Regions from separate parts of the Zea mays genome. Here region 2 is linked to region 1. The links are chromatin contacts, called in public Hi-C maps. All regions are on one chromosome and are shown on one strand. Each heading gives the region's core, a stretch centred on a gene start, on an enhancer-like site or on the middle of the called end of the contact. The rest is flanking DNA. Distances are from core to core; before and after follow the strand shown. Region 1 holds the start of LOC100383133. Region 2 holds the start of LOC103640205 (pentatricopeptide repeat-containing protein At4g02750).

Region 1 (4,095 bases), core at 604-3,103:
ATGTATGATTATAGAGACCATCCTCAAGTCTGTGAGCCTCCTCTCCAGAATATGTTTTTCACCCAGTAATCTCAGCTCCTGCCGCAATGAAATAACTACAGTCATAAATTAGGCTTAGTGATAGAAGAAAAGAAACAAATGTTAGGGATTTACCCTTTTTAACCTCCTACCTTGAGAGATGCCTCAGCAATTTTCTTGCGAAGCAACAAGATCTCGTCCCCTTGTGATTGTGATCTAAAGTAAAGTTCCTGCAAAACAGAAACATCAGAGGGTCAAAGGACTTGGCACAGATTGAAAGAAACATCAAATTGCAACTTTTCCAAAGTCTGAACAGTTTACCTTGGTCTCAGGATCCATGATACGAGTATTGGGATCTTCCAAAACTAAGTCTTTGTGCAAGGATGCAACCTGGACTTGATGCCTGCCGACGCAAGATATAGCCTCATTTAAGAAAGAAGTCAACAAAATGAAAGAAAATGTCTGCAGCAGGTCTTTTTGTTCAAGAAGGAAGGACCTGACTAGGGTGTCGGAGTTTGGGGCAAAGGATTTGGGTCCATTTTGTAAACCATAGTCCCCAGCAGACACTGCACCAGTCCTAGAAAGTTTGTTCCCACCATTATGGTCCGGGTTAATGAGATCAACCGGTGCATCAAATGGATCCCGCATATCCTTCCTCTATAATTTTTCTGTAGAAAGATGGCATTAACAGAATGACTAAATGCAGGACGAAAACCCAATATATACACACATGAAAAATAATTTGTTCACTGGCAATCCCAAGCTGAAAAACATAATATATTTAGGTAATCCCTAAGGGTCCCGACAAAAACAAGTCAGACTATAGTTGCCACTAAATTTCAGCTCAAGTTTTGTTGGGAATCGACTGAACAAATGAACCAATCAATCAAACCCCACCCTGGTGAACAGGTCAAGCAAGGTGACAAAGCCCTGTTTGGGAGGATTATTTATGAGGAGCTTTTCTGAGAATTTAGCTGCACATAGAAGCATCAGCCTTAAGGAGATATATGGAAAATTTCACTGTTTGGGCAATCCTTTTCACATGGCTGGTTGTCTGTTTTGAGTGTGAAAAGGCCAGAATGCCGGAAGTATGATAACTTTGTTTCGGTTACTAGCTTCGCGTGGATATTGCTATTTTTGTAACTTCTTTGGTACCTATTAAGGATCTTCAATCTTTAACTGCCAGGTTTGCCGACTTTGAATGGGCGTTTCTGAAATTTATGACTAGTGTTTGATTAAGCATTAGTTGTTACAAAAACTGAAGCAAAAACTCAAATAATATGAAGCATATGTTATCATCAGAAAAGTGCTACTACAACAATCGGTTCATAACCAGTCTGAATCAATTTGGTTGTTCTCAGAAATGATACTGATTCTACAATTCAATCGGCTTCTCCTAATCAGTTCAGTAATAGCTTCAACATTTATTAACTTATCACGAACAGAATAAAAGGATATGACGTATTACCTCCCCGATGCTAGAAGCGGCAAGACGCAGGGGAGTTCTGCTCGGGAAGGAAGAGACCGGGCGACAGGGGAGGGGAGTGTCAGCCCGGCCGAGCCACCGTGCTGGTCGCTTGGCTCAGAAATCCAGAACCCTTCCGGTTCACAAGAGCTGGAGCGCGTGGCCTCGCGGGTGGCGATGGGAAAGGCCCGACGAGGGCGGGGAGGCGGAGAGATCCCCTTCTCCTGCGGGCGATCGGAGGAGTTGGCCCGGGTAGCACCTTCTCGCTAGCCTCCCAAGTCCCAACCCTGGTCGCCTCCGGAGAAGCGAGAGCACGGGAACGTGCGGGCGGGGATGCGCGTCGTTCTGACCGAGAAGGAATGGCGAAGCGGAAGGGGAAGGGGGGAAACGGGAGGACCGGAGGACGGGAGGAGGAATCCAGAGAGAGGGGTTTAGAGCAACTCCGATGCTAAAAGGGTTCCCTAAAAAATTATTACGGGGCGTTTGGATCCTTTCATTTTAGAGGAATTGGAATTCACTTAATAAAATAACTTATTTAGTTTGGAATTTGACATTCCACCACTTTCTAAAGTTCAGATATAAGTCTATCTTAAATTTATGGGGTGGAGGGTGGGAAATGATTTTATGTATTAGTAGAATTGGTTTCTAATCTATAACTTACATTACACTCTTCGTCTCACTCCTCTATATTAAAAATGTAGCACATAAATATCTCCGACATCTTGCTAATAATAGTATACAAATATATTTTGCATAAAACCGAATTAGCTTAATTGATATATGCCTAAATTACTATTATTAGAATGGAATTCAATTCCAATGATCCAAACGGGACGTTAGAGGTATTTAAAAAATAGTGAATTATAGCGTACTAGGTGAGTACCGTGCGTTGCAGCGAAAACATATAATATCATGATAACTTATATATAAAATTTGTCTTATATTGTTATAAGTAAATGTTTCATAATCCATTTGTGATCCTGGCCATACATAAATTTTGTTATTTTAATTTAGTTGTTTCACTACTACATTGTAACCATCAGTATCATACAGACTTCGATATATGTCACGATTTGCATGGTCTCATTATTAGAGAGCACATGTCACACCTGCCGGTAGAAGTTCCCTCATCAGTCATCAGGCACGCACCACCATACACGCTTGCTTACACAAAAGGCAAGTGTATGTGTTTGTGAAAAGAATTAAAGGCAGGCCGACACAAAAGCTACCCCGACGATTGCGAGTGGTCATTGTTATTGGTCCTCCTCTACGTCACCTCCGGCGCCGATATGATGCCACAATCCTTGATATAGTAGTCGTCCAACGCGCGCGAGGGATGACAACGGATAGACTATCCGCGGATAGTGTCTCTAGACATACCCATTACCCGCTACGAATAAAAAATAGTATCCACATCCGTTACCCACGGATAATGGATATCCATGGATATATCTGTTTGCCCACTACACATACAACATATTTGAATCCAACAAATTCAAATATGATAACATATTTGTCTAGCAAATTTAAATATGATAAAAACACGATTGGGGGATTTGGGGAGGCTAGACGGTCAGGAGATGGGCGGGCCGCGACGGAACTTGGGCTGGCTGTGGTTCGTGAAGTGGTTCCAAACTCCAGTGATCCCACATGTCAAGTTACTTTAATGGATATTCGGGTATTCAAGTATGGATACTGATTTTTCGTACCCGTTTTAAAAATATCCACGGATATCAACTGCTATCCGTATCCATATCCACGGATACAGGCTCGTACCCAAAACCGTGTCCAACGGGCTTTTTATCCGCGGGTACGCGGATAAATCACATCCATTGTCATCCTTACGCGCGACATGGCGAGTACCGATGACTCTTGGCTGGGCTGCCAAACGAATTGCACCACGGGCTCATCAGCGATGTAGTACACCTGGCCGTTGCACCACCGGATGTGCTATTCCTCTATATACATCTTGTTCGAGGACACTCACACAATGTCAGCAATGGTCGTCGTCCCAGCACACAAGAATTCATGACCGGTCAGTAGCGACTTACGTGGTAGGTTGGGTTTCAGGTGGATGATGAGCTGGACGACGTGATGGCAACGTTGTCGGATGCGGTGCCCAGAACAACACGAGAGTCGCCGGCGTTGGCGACGACCATGAGGTCCCCCTGTTTGACGATGGACAGCGTGGTGCAGCCGCTCTAGACCGCGTCCAAACGGCGGCTGCGCCGGAGCTTGCCGTACACAGCGGCGCATGCGGCCACATAGGACTGCTTCCAGAGGTCGAACTAGCAGTCGTCAAGCTTCTTCTCGTCGTCGATGAGCGACGCCAACGCGAGCGCCTCCTGCTAGTGGTGTTTGTTCAGGGTTTCCAAGTAAGAAACATGGATTCATCTTTGGCGTTGGTTTATAAAAAATGACTCATAAGTCAGGTCCATGAAAAAAAATATTACGGAGAATAAATGTCACACATGCAAAAATGAATTTAAGTTGAAAACATTATTCAAACAAAAAAGGAATCGCATGCAAGGATCTTCTTTAAGTACTACTCCCTCCATCCAAAAATATAATTCAAGAATCTCGATGATACTTATCTACTACTACACATGTGC
Region 2 (4,095 bases), core at 612-3,111, 220 kb before region 1:
TCCATATTTTTATGTCTGTTACGTTGGAGTGTAATATGTTGGTATGGCCAGCAATGTGCTACTACTTTTTTTCTGGCAGCATTCATGTCTTGTTTGTTTGTCCATATTTTACACAAGATACACAAGACTATATTCAGCAGTTTACCCATCTTCATACTATATTCAAACTTCATTCTGCGAGCAATGCAGTCTACAGTGCAGAACAGTACAAAACATTACATATGGGTAAACTTTGGGTAATCTGTTGGAGTCGGTCTAAGACCATCAGGTGTTTTGTTACTGCTGTATGCAACCTGGTCTATTCACTGGTCTTATGTATTTGCAGTGTTTTGTTTAAATTTGTTGTTGTCATATAGTTGACAGGTTATTGAGTACCCTGCAGTTTTTTTCTCAACCGAGAAAACAAAGGAACAACAAGTTATTGGAGTACTCTGCTGCTATTTTTGTCAACCGACAAAAGAAAGAGTAGGATCTTATTAGAGTATCGGGCAACATATATGTCGTCAATATTTTATTAGTGTTACGGTGATATTTTATCACACGGATTTTGCATATCATAGTAATGTTTATCATTCCGTATCTATATTTTATACTAATTTTTAATTCTTATGGTAATGACAGGCACATATCTAGTACATGCTTAAGAGTGTATAAGTTCCAATGACTTAAAATATTTTCGGACTATACTTTCCTAGAAGCACATTGTGTGATCGATAAGGAAAATGAAAAATTATGGTTTCATGCGGTAAAAACATAGCACTATACTGGTTATGTGCTTGTTTCTGGGTGTTGTCATTTGTTTTGCTATTTCTGTGAAGTTTCCTAGGAATCAAGGAAGTAGGACTCCATTGATTAATCGCTAACTCCTTTATTCATGCAGTATAGCAACTGATAAGAAACTGAACTCATCTGCGGCCAATCTTGAGATGAGGAACAGTAACCAGGGGAAGACCAGTAGACGACGCTTTAGGCAGACCTGAAGGCAAGCTCTCCCATTAATGCCATTTAAACATAGTTTTTGATAGTTTGTCGAGAAAGGCAATGTCTCACTAAAAACCAAATTTCCTGATCATAAAAAACTTGGCCAGTAGAGGAAAGACCGTCCCCACAATATTATAGTGGTATTTGGTTTCTAGAGACTAATTTGTAGTTCATCCATTTTATTTTATTTAAGTTCCTAAATCCCTAAATAGAGTTTTAGTTTCGGTATTTAGCAATTTAGAGACTAAAATAGAATAAAATGAGGAACTAAAAATTAGTCCCTAGAAACCAAACATCCTCTATATTAATAAGAACCTCAATCGAAACATCAACCGAGAGTCCATCTCACGTGCATACAACTAGAGGAACCAATGAGTAACCTTTTTAACCTCAGTCTAAAATTCGCTCCTACTTAAATTTAAAACTCAGAACTTGAGGAGTGTTTAGGGTTTATGAGTATAAGTTTGGTATTCGGTTTCGGTTTTTTACCACCGAATACCAAATTTATACTGAAGAAGGCTACATGACAACACACTACACACAATTTTAAAAAGTAAAAATTATATAGGTATAAATATTTCAAGATATATCATACATCACATACAAATAAGTGAATAACAATTTAATTGCATCATACATTTAGTTTACATAGTTAAATAGTCAAAATTTTGAATTTATAAAGTTTGGTATTCAGTTTTTTTTGGTATTTTGGTTCGGTACACAGCGAAAACCAATTACGACACTGTATACAAAAATTCTCAGATGAAAAAACCAAAATCAAACTGAACTATAAAAACTGAAATTTTGGTTCGTTTCGGTACGATTCGATTCGGTTTACGCTAAAAAAAAATGCCCACCCCTACCCTTCCCCCTCCCCTTCCTCTACTCCCGCTCCTTTTGCGCATCTTACATGCCGCCGCCGCCGCCTCCCGATTCCTGACGTCCGAGCGCGGCACGGCGGCAGTCGCGGGAGCCCCAAACTCGAGCGCGGCGACCCAAGCGCTGGCCTCTACCCTTTCTCCCTCGACTCGTTTTCCCGGCTGGCCTGCTACCGCGGATCCGGCCTCAAGTCGGGTGCAAAGTCTGACATCCCTCTCTTACTAATGTTTTTACACCAATTTCAGACATGGCATTGGTTATGCCTTGAACAATAGGCTGATAATGTGCAGACATCGCCGCCCCTGCCCCCGCTTCGTTGTCTTCCCTGACGACCCTCCCCACACGGCCACACCGTCTACTGCTGCTGCTGACCACCGTACACGCGGGGAAGAATCAGACTGCCAAACGGTTAACTTTCTCCCGTGTTGCTTCTTTGAAAATCTAGCTTACCAAGGAATCCAGCTTGGAATTGAAGCCTGGGCAAACTAAGTTGTTCGAAACAGGACCTATCACATGCAATTAAAATTTACAAACTACTAGCATATCTAATTAAAATGTCTATATCAGCTTGTCCACATCAGTATGCCATACAATCTACTAGCATTAATTTATAATAGTGTATTTTTTATATAAGCAATTATATATATTCTAATTTTTATCGTAAATCATCTGTAATTCCTATAGCAGCGTGCATCGTATGATTAGTTTACTCTAAAAACGAGGCGTGGGACATCGGGCGATTGGATGAGAGAGACAAAATTGTTGATAGGGAAAAACGAAGTGGCACTAGCCATCAAAGGAAGCGTGTTGAGATTTTGGTGACTGATGTGACGATATATGTCATGATTTTTGTTTCCTGCTAGGAGCATGTATATGTGGAGGCATCTTCATTAACCAGATCCTAAATATTTATTCTTCAATAAAAATACTATATGGGTATCTATAACCTTGATGAATCAAGTAAAATGGTAATATGAAACTAACTGCTGCTTATAATTCCAGATTCACTCCACTGAATTAAAAGACAAAGGTTGGGCCGGTCCACTAACAGTCTACCACTCATAGGCAGGACAACGGCATGGCACATCCGAGGCCGTGGTTTTCCTAAGCCCATTCCTCGCTCAACAGCAGCTGAGCAGATTAGGCATGCATGTTCTTCGATGCCGCTCGGGTTGGGGCGAATTGCGTCATACTGCACTCACCGCTCTGGGCCTTCCAGGTCCTCCCTGCCATGCATGTCGGGCGCTTGCGATGCAATAACCTCAGCAAACAGGCTGATTGGGAAGCACCTGCGTGCTGGCAGGGTGGATGCTGTGCGGGAGGTGTTCGACAAAATGCCGCAGCGGGACATCGTGTCCTGGAACTCCCTCATGGCTGTGTATGCCCGTTCTGGGGTGCATGACAGTGCAGTTACTGCGTTCCTCAAGATGAGACGTGAGGGGTTCTGCGCAGACCACACCTCCTTCTCCACTGTGCTGTCGGCCTGCGCAAGGATGGAGACTCTAGCTCTAGGGAGGTGCATCCATGGGCTTGCGACCAAGACCAGATCTTCGTTGAACGTGTTTGTGGGGTCCTCCTTGATCACGATGTATGCCAACTGTGGGGTGTATAGCTGCCTGGAGTGGATTGTGGATGATGTCGACAGTCCAAACCTGGCCTTATGGAATGCTCTCATATCAGGTCTTGTGGTGAACCATAGGGTAGAGGATGCTCGCAGGGTATTCGATCAGATGCCAGAGCACAATGTTGTGTCCTGGACTGTGATGATCAAAGGATATTTTACTGTGCATGAGGTGGGGCGGGCATTGGAGCTGTTTAACCTTATGCCTACAAAGAATTCTGTGTCATGGTGCGTCATGATCGGAGGCCTTGTCAACCACAAGCGATTCAGAGAAGTTAATGAACTATTCAACACTTTGATGAGCTGTAGAGAAATAGTGACAAATGCAATCCTCGTTAAGATTGTTAATGCCTGTGCTGGTTTGAAAAGTATTGGAGGAGGCAGGTGTGTCCATGGGTTTGCTGTGAAGTCTGGGTTTATCCATGACCACATCATCGAGGCATCATTAGTTGTGATGTACTGTAACTCCTTAGATATTGATGAGGCACAGTTAGAATTTTGTAAAATGGAAAGAAAGCATGTTGGCTCATGTAATGCTATCATATCTGGCTGTATCCATGCAGGCAAGATCGATGAGGCTAGAAAGATTTTTTATTCTATGGATGGCAGAGATA

What was found. A called contact is a pair of places that touch in the nucleus more often than the background predicts.
Region 2: a contact with region 1 is called in a Hi-C map of leaf, with 4 times the contacts expected there. The contact joins the promoter of LOC103640205 here to the promoter of LOC100383133 in region 1. A contact is called at or near these places in 3 of 25 Hi-C or Micro-C datasets (leaf, leaf mesophyll and tassel).

What each region holds. Positions count from the first base shown.
Region 1 is chr9:116,829,796-116,833,890 of Zm-B73-REFERENCE-NAM-5.0, reverse strand. LOC100383133 reads right to left here and starts at 1,853. Exons shown (of 20, transcript NM_001361948.1): 1 at 1,487-1,853; 2 at 515-686; 3 at 340-421; 4 at 171-248; 5 at 19-78. The coding sequence starts at 666.
Region 2 is chr9:117,054,062-117,058,156 of Zm-B73-REFERENCE-NAM-5.0, reverse strand. It overlaps LOC103640205 (pentatricopeptide repeat-containing protein At4g02750), which reads left to right and starts at 1,861. Exons shown (of 4, transcript XR_002265074.2): 1 at 1,861-2,055; 2 at 2,151-2,268; 3 at 2,863-4,095.